Linked DNA regions of Mus musculus: region 1 is linked to region 2. A link is a contact called in public Hi-C data. All regions are on one chromosome and are shown on one strand. The core of a region is the stretch at or near the end of the contact, and the rest is flanking DNA. Distances in the headings are between cores, read along the strand shown. Region 1 overlaps Vav3 (vav 3 oncogene). Region 2 has its middle 93 kb from the start of Slc25a24.

Region 1 (3,189 bases), core at 28-2,527, 220 kb after region 2:
TCTGCTCATTGTGGGAGGTGCCTTCCCTGAGCAGGTGGTCCTGAGTTCCATAAGAAAGCAGGCTGAGGAAGCCAGGGGAAGCAAGGCAGGAAACAGCACCCCTCCATGGCCTCTGCATCAGCTCTTGCCTTCAGGTTCCTGCCCTGTTTGAGTTCCTGTCCTGACTTCCTTTGGTGAAGAACAGCAATGTGGAAATGTAAGCCAAATGGACCTTTTTTCCCAACTTGCATTTTGTTCATGGTGTTTTGTCTCAGCAATAGAAGCCCTAACTAAGATACTGTGTACTCAGAAATCTGTTTGTTGGTATATGTCTCGTGTAACAGCAGTATACTGAACTACATGTTTATAAATACATGCATACACATAACTTGTGATTCCTAACTTACGTGTACTCATCAAAAAACCAATAGCTGGACATTGTATTTCTTGTTCTTTGATGACTTGAGTTTCACTGTGGCTCTTGGTTGTTCTTGTGTAGTGTATGCTCTCTTGAAGAGGCCTTTAGGACAGAGCTGCTTTTTGGTTTCTTTTCAAGAAATGCATTGCATCACACAGGATATAAGTATTGAAACAAATGAATATGGTATAGCATGCTCAGTGCTACGCTAAGCAACAGAAAAGGTTCTCTGAGTAGGAACACAGGGGTAGGGGATCTGCTGCCCCATCTCCCATATGATGAAGGAATAGTCCTTGAGTGGTACCCTTTTACTGAGTCTATAAAGGGCAGGAAGGATGCTGGTACTGACCAAAAGGAATAACCTTATTTTATGTCCTTTGTAGTCATTTTCTTTCCCCACAACAGCCTTATTATGTTAGCATTATCCCCACTTTATGACTGAGGAGTATGATGGTCAGAAATATAAAACTCATAGCTAGGGGGCATTGGAACAAGAAGCTGAGACACTGTATATCTGATCTCAGAGATGTTAATCATGTACTGCCTTATTTCCAAGCAAAAGTGAAAGGCTACCTCTGATTAGAGGGAATGTCCTACAGAAAGGAACAGAAAAGGGATCCATCCCCTTAAAATGTTGTAGTATCACAGATTATCCTTGCCGATCAAGCATAAGATATAGCTAAATGAGCTAGGTCTTGAGGTCCAGCAGAAATTGAGCAAATGGGTAAGACTCAGGGCCTTTTGGGTGTGCACCGTGGGGTTTGATGAGCGCTTTTAGCAGGTGTGAGCTGTAATTCGTGATCTCCATGCTGGAGTCAAGCACTGTGTCAGTGAGAGGAGGCTGTGGGAAGCTGTGGTCACACCAGCAGCAGGAAGAACCGGTATGAAGATGAGGAACTGTGGTAGAAAAACAGTGCAGAGCTTTGAGAGCGAAGACACGAGTCATGCATGGCTAGAGAGCTTCTGGGTGATTAGGAATCGATTGTGATCAGAGAAATGGAGTCAGAAGAGGGAAGGGTCACTCCTAGATGACTGGAGAGGAGCAGGGCTTAGGGAAGGGGAAACAGTGGGGCAGGAACAGGTGCACCTGACAGCAGCTTAAAATTGATGGGGGACACCAAGGGCATTTGCATTCACTTACTGTAAATATATTCAGCAACCCAATAGATATTTTCCTTTAGCAGATTTTAAGTAAAAGTTCCCATTTTAAACTTTTCTGTAGACTGATGTTTTTATTTTTACTTTCTTATTTAGTATTCGGCAGGAGCTTGGGTCCCTGTAGTGTACTTAGAAATATTGGTCTTATTTCTTTTCAAGTGACTTGCTTTTTCTATGATCAGAGTGGGTGAAGGAATATTTGTCAGTATTTGCAAGGCTGTAGCAAGCCTTCACATTCTTACTGTGAGCCTCCCTCCTGCTGCACTGACCGTATTCCATCTCAGCTGTGCTGAGAGATCTTTGACCCCATCACACTGATTTACAGCTAAGCTGCAGCTTATCCAAGTTACACAGGACATTTGGTGAGTCTAATACGTTATTGCATATGATGGGTGACCAATTCACAAGGATAATTGGTGAACTCCAGGCAAATGGCTCTCAGTAGCTGGTCTCTTGCCAGCAGCAACCATGCAGAGCTCTAAGCTTTGAGTCCTTTGGCTGTGATGCCCACGTGCATGTTTTCTATATCCACTCATCTCTTAAAGACATATTTGCATCTACAGGAGTGTAGCGGTGATGGCGGGGATAGAAATGTACAGATGTCCTTGCCTGCTGGGGATCAATACAGGAGGCGTGTTCCAGGATGAAGCGTGTACCCGACAACTTCAGGCAACAGTGCTGGGCAGCCTCTGCAGATGTGTGGAGTCTTGATGAGGGGAGGCTGTTGAGTCACTTGTTTTCCACCCAAAGCACCTGCATCTTTGTAGGGATCCATTGTTGATTACAGAGCCTTGTCTAGCTCACCTCAGTGCTAGTTAGAATGCCCTTTCAGCATGAGCCACCCTGACAAATCAAGACAGTGTGTGAGGAGCAAAGAAAGGACTTGTCAGTTCATGGTGAAGTCAGAAACTGTTAGGATAGAATTGATGTATTACAGTCTAGAGTAGTGCCCATGGACGTGTGAGTGCCTGTGTGCATGCATGCATGTGTGCATCTATGTGAGTGTGTGTGTGTGTGTGTGTGTGTGTGTGTGTGTGTGTGTGTACACAGATGATTTTATCAGAACTGTGGTAGGTGATTCTGGATATAGGTTTTTCCTTGCTACCCTTGGCCTGTTTTTCTGTGAAGAGAGAATATGGATAATAATTGCTACTTAGGAGTTAGTAGGCACCTTATCAGCCATGTACCAAATCATTTCCAGTGCCCATTTGTAATCTGTCTGAGCCAAGATGGTCACTATAGAATGCATATATTAGGGGACAGGGAGGTAGAAAATGCTACCATTGTTAGTATAGTTCAGGCTTTTGATATTTTGATGTTTTGGTGTTGGGCATGGATTGGGTAGAGTAATAAAAAACGTGTATGGAAGGCCAGACTCAGGGCAGAGGTAACTTGAAGTCTCCTTCTTAAGTTTGCCAAGCTTTAGCAAGGACTCTTCAGTAAAATGACTTCTAATGCATTTCCCAAAACATAAGTCTATGTTCTGGAAAAGAAGCAAGATCATATTTGAATTTATTGACTGTGAGATAGTAAGTACAGTTTTTCAGATGAATATTCTTTCAGGAAAATTACTATGAAATCTAATAATGAAAGGGACATGCTATAAATCAGTATCCCAACACTACCCCAGAGTA
Region 2 (3,197 bases), core at 279-2,778:
TTTCTCCTCTTCCTCTTGTTTCCAGTCCAACCCAGATGTCCTGCCTACTCACCCAGTGATTGGCTTCTTTATTCATTAAGTGATTGGTTCACAAGAACAGCACCAGGCCCATCTACAACATGTGTGTTTGCATGGAGTGCATGTGCAGCCATGAAGTTGATCCTGGATGGTCTTCCTTGATCTCTCTCTACTTTGTTCAATGAGGCAGGGCATGTTGCTGAATGCAAGGCTCACCAATTTTTGCAGTCTAGCTAGCCAGCTTGCCCTGGAGACACCTTGCTTTAGGCTCTTCAGTCCTGGGATTACAGAAGACTACTCTGACTTCCCAGCTTTTCTGTAGGTTCTGCAGATCAGAACTCTGGTTCTCGCTTGCAGGGTAAGCATGTTGTTCCCTGAATCACTTTCCTAGCCTATCAGGAGTTCTTAAAGTCACAGGTTGGACCCCGAGTCAGATAACTATGCAGAAGACAACTGGTTATATCTTGAATGTATTTGATTTGAGAGGACTATGACATATTAAATTCACCTGATACCTCAGGATAAAGATCTGGGATGAAGACGTAGTTTTGGAAATTATCTGCTTAAAAACAATACTTGAAGCAATAAGCGGGATTACAACAGTTTAAATGCAACCAAGGGAACAGACTGGAGCCTTAGAGCCTGACACAATTTAAGTCTGGTGGCAGGGGAGGAGTCTGCAGGGGACACTGAAAAACAGTGGCTAGTGGCATGAGAGGCCAACTGTGGGGGTGTGGCTGAGAGAGGAAATGACTTCAAGAAAGTTACACTAGGAAGTATGACAATAGTCAAAGGTTAGAGATATCCCCAGGTAAGGTAAAGCCAGTGACACATTGGTGAGGAAGTAGAATGCTGTGGGTTGAGGAGTAGACAGGAGATGACAAAATGATGCTTGGGAATGAAAGTGTGTCTAAAGGTGCAGCTGTGAAAGAAAGAGATGGAAGGAAGTGAGTGGGGAGAGTACAAGCTGCAGAAGATGGGTGAAAAGGGATTGTGGGGAGGGGATCTAAAGAAAGACATCCTGAGTGGTAATAAAGGTTGAATGTGGACTTGCAAGTGGCTTGACTGGCTGAGGGAACCAGTTACCCGCTAAGCTAAGTGGAAGCCAGTAGGCAGAAACAGTCTGAGGAGGCATTTCATGTCTGTCAGGTAGCAATGAACATGAAGATAAATCCAGTGCTCATTGTGAAGGATGAAAAGGAGAGATCTGTCTTTTTCCGAAGTTGAACATCTTAAGGGAATCTGAGATCACTCATTCATTCAACATTGAATAGCAGATGCCTATGTTAACAACCCAGAGTATTGGTGGGCCACGACTAGAGGAGACATTTACTGACCCAGAATTCCCAGGTGCTTGCTTGTCTCTTTGCTGTAACCAAATTCCAGACAAGAAGTAGCTTAGGGGAAGAAAGATTTATTTTAGCTCACAATTTCATGGAGGGGGAGTCACAGTGGCTGCCAGTTGGTAGAAACTGTTTGTATAATTTTGGCATTTCCTGGAAGCACAGGCTGTCAGGAAGTGGGCTGGCTATAAATTTCACAATCTTCCAGTGACCTACTTCCTTTATTGAGGATCCATCTCTGAAGATTCCATTAGTTCTCTGAACAGCATCACCACCAGTGTTTAAACACAACAGCTTGTGGGGACTAGTTTACATTTAAACCATAGTGGCTTGAGAGAGAAAATGTGTTTAATGGATAGGCATACTGTATTTGCTCAGTGTTTTCAGTCTCGATGGCACGTGAGGATTTTTGTTGTTTGCTTTCTTAAAGTGCCATGCTAGTCCTAGCCAGTCTGACTCTATCTGAGCCTCTGTGGATAGCACATGAGCACTCATGGTTGTCAAAGTTCCTCAGGGACCCCTAATATGCAGTCAAGTGAATAAAGTACAAATGAGCATAGAGTTGTTGGCATGGGGGATTGCTTTGCTGATGCTGACAAGAGGGATGGATGCTATTTTGGTGGGTATTAATGGCACCTGCTCTTGGCATCAGGGACCTCATAAGGCAGAATAATGCTTAAGAAGGCTACAAGATCTAGAGCAGTGGGTCTTAATCTTCTCAATTCAATGACCATTTAATACAGCACCTCATGTTGTTCATGTTGTTCACCACAGTGACTCCCAAGCATAAAATTATTTCACTAATACTTTGTGTTTTAGTTAGAGTTTTATGACTGTGAACAGACACCATGACCAAGGCAAGTCTTATAAACAAACAAACAAACAAACAAACAAACAGAAAAACATTTAATTGGGGCTGGCTTACAGGTTCAGAGGTTCAGTCCATTATCATCAAGGTGGGAGCATGGCAGTCCAGGCAGGCATGGCGCAGGAGGAGCTGAGAGTTCTATGTCTTCATCCAAAGGCTGCTAGTGGAAGACTGACTTCCAGGCAACTAGAGTGAGGATCTTATACCCACACCTACAGTGACACACCCATTCCAACCATGTCACACCTATTCCAACAAGGCCATACCTTCAGATGGTGCCACTCCCTGGTCCAAGGATATACAAACCATCACACTTTGTAACTGTCTCAAATGAAATGTATTCACTGATAAGTGGATATTAACCCAGAAACTTAGTATAGCGAGATATAAGGTACAATATGTAAAACATATGAAACTGAAGAAGAACGAAGACCAAAGTGTGGACACTTTGCTCATTCTTAGAATTGGAAACAATCACCCATGGAAGGAGTTACAGAGACAAAGTTTGGAGCTGAGACAAAAGGATGGTCCATCTAGAGACTGCCATATCCAGGGATCCATCCCATAATTAGCCTCCAAGCGATGACACCATTGCATACACTAGCAAGCCTTTGTTGCAAGTACGGTGATATAGCTGTCCCTTGTGAGACTAGGCCGGGGCCTAGCAAACACAGAAGTGGATGCTCACAGTCAACTATTGGATGGATCACAGGGCCCCCAATGGAGGAGCTAGAGAAAGTATCCAAGGAGCTAAAGAGATCTGCAACCCTATTGGAGGAACAACAATATGAACTAACCAGTACCCTGGAGCTCTTGACTCCAGCTGCATATGTATCAAAAGATGGCCTAGTTGGCCATCACTGGAAAGAGAGGCCCATTGGTCAGGCAAACATTATATGCCCCAGTACAGGGGAATGCCAGGGCCAGAAAATGGGAATGGGTGGGTAGGGGAGTGTGTGGGGGGGACT

Evidence for each region. A called contact is a pair of places that touch in the nucleus more often than the background predicts.
Region 1: a contact with region 2 is called in a Hi-C map of bone marrow-derived macrophages, with 32 read pairs. The contact joins two enhancer-like sites. A contact is called at or near these places in 1 of 15 datasets of contacts at CTCF or cohesin (the NIH/3T3 cell line), 2 of 484 Hi-C or Micro-C datasets (bone marrow-derived macrophages and embryonic stem cells) and 1 of 9 other capture datasets (embryonic stem cells).

What each region holds. Positions count from the first base shown.
Region 1 is chr3:109,438,199-109,441,387 of GRCm38.p6, forward strand. All of the region lies in intron 2 of Vav3 (vav 3 oncogene), which reads left to right. Among named protein-coding and RNA genes, the nearest start is that of Vav3, 99 kb to the left of the region's middle. Within about 2 kb of position 1,278, at least 18 of the 459 cell types and tissues checked have an H3K27ac peak or open chromatin away from gene starts, as enhancers often do. A contact at or near this core is called in bone marrow-derived macrophages, where this site is marked.
Region 2 is chr3:109,215,008-109,218,204 of GRCm38.p6, forward strand. No RefSeq gene overlaps it. Among named protein-coding and RNA genes, the nearest start is that of Slc25a24, 93 kb to the left of the region's middle. Within about 2 kb of position 1,529, at least 9 of the 459 cell types and tissues checked have an H3K27ac peak or open chromatin away from gene starts, as enhancers often do. A contact at or near this core is called in bone marrow-derived macrophages, where this site is marked.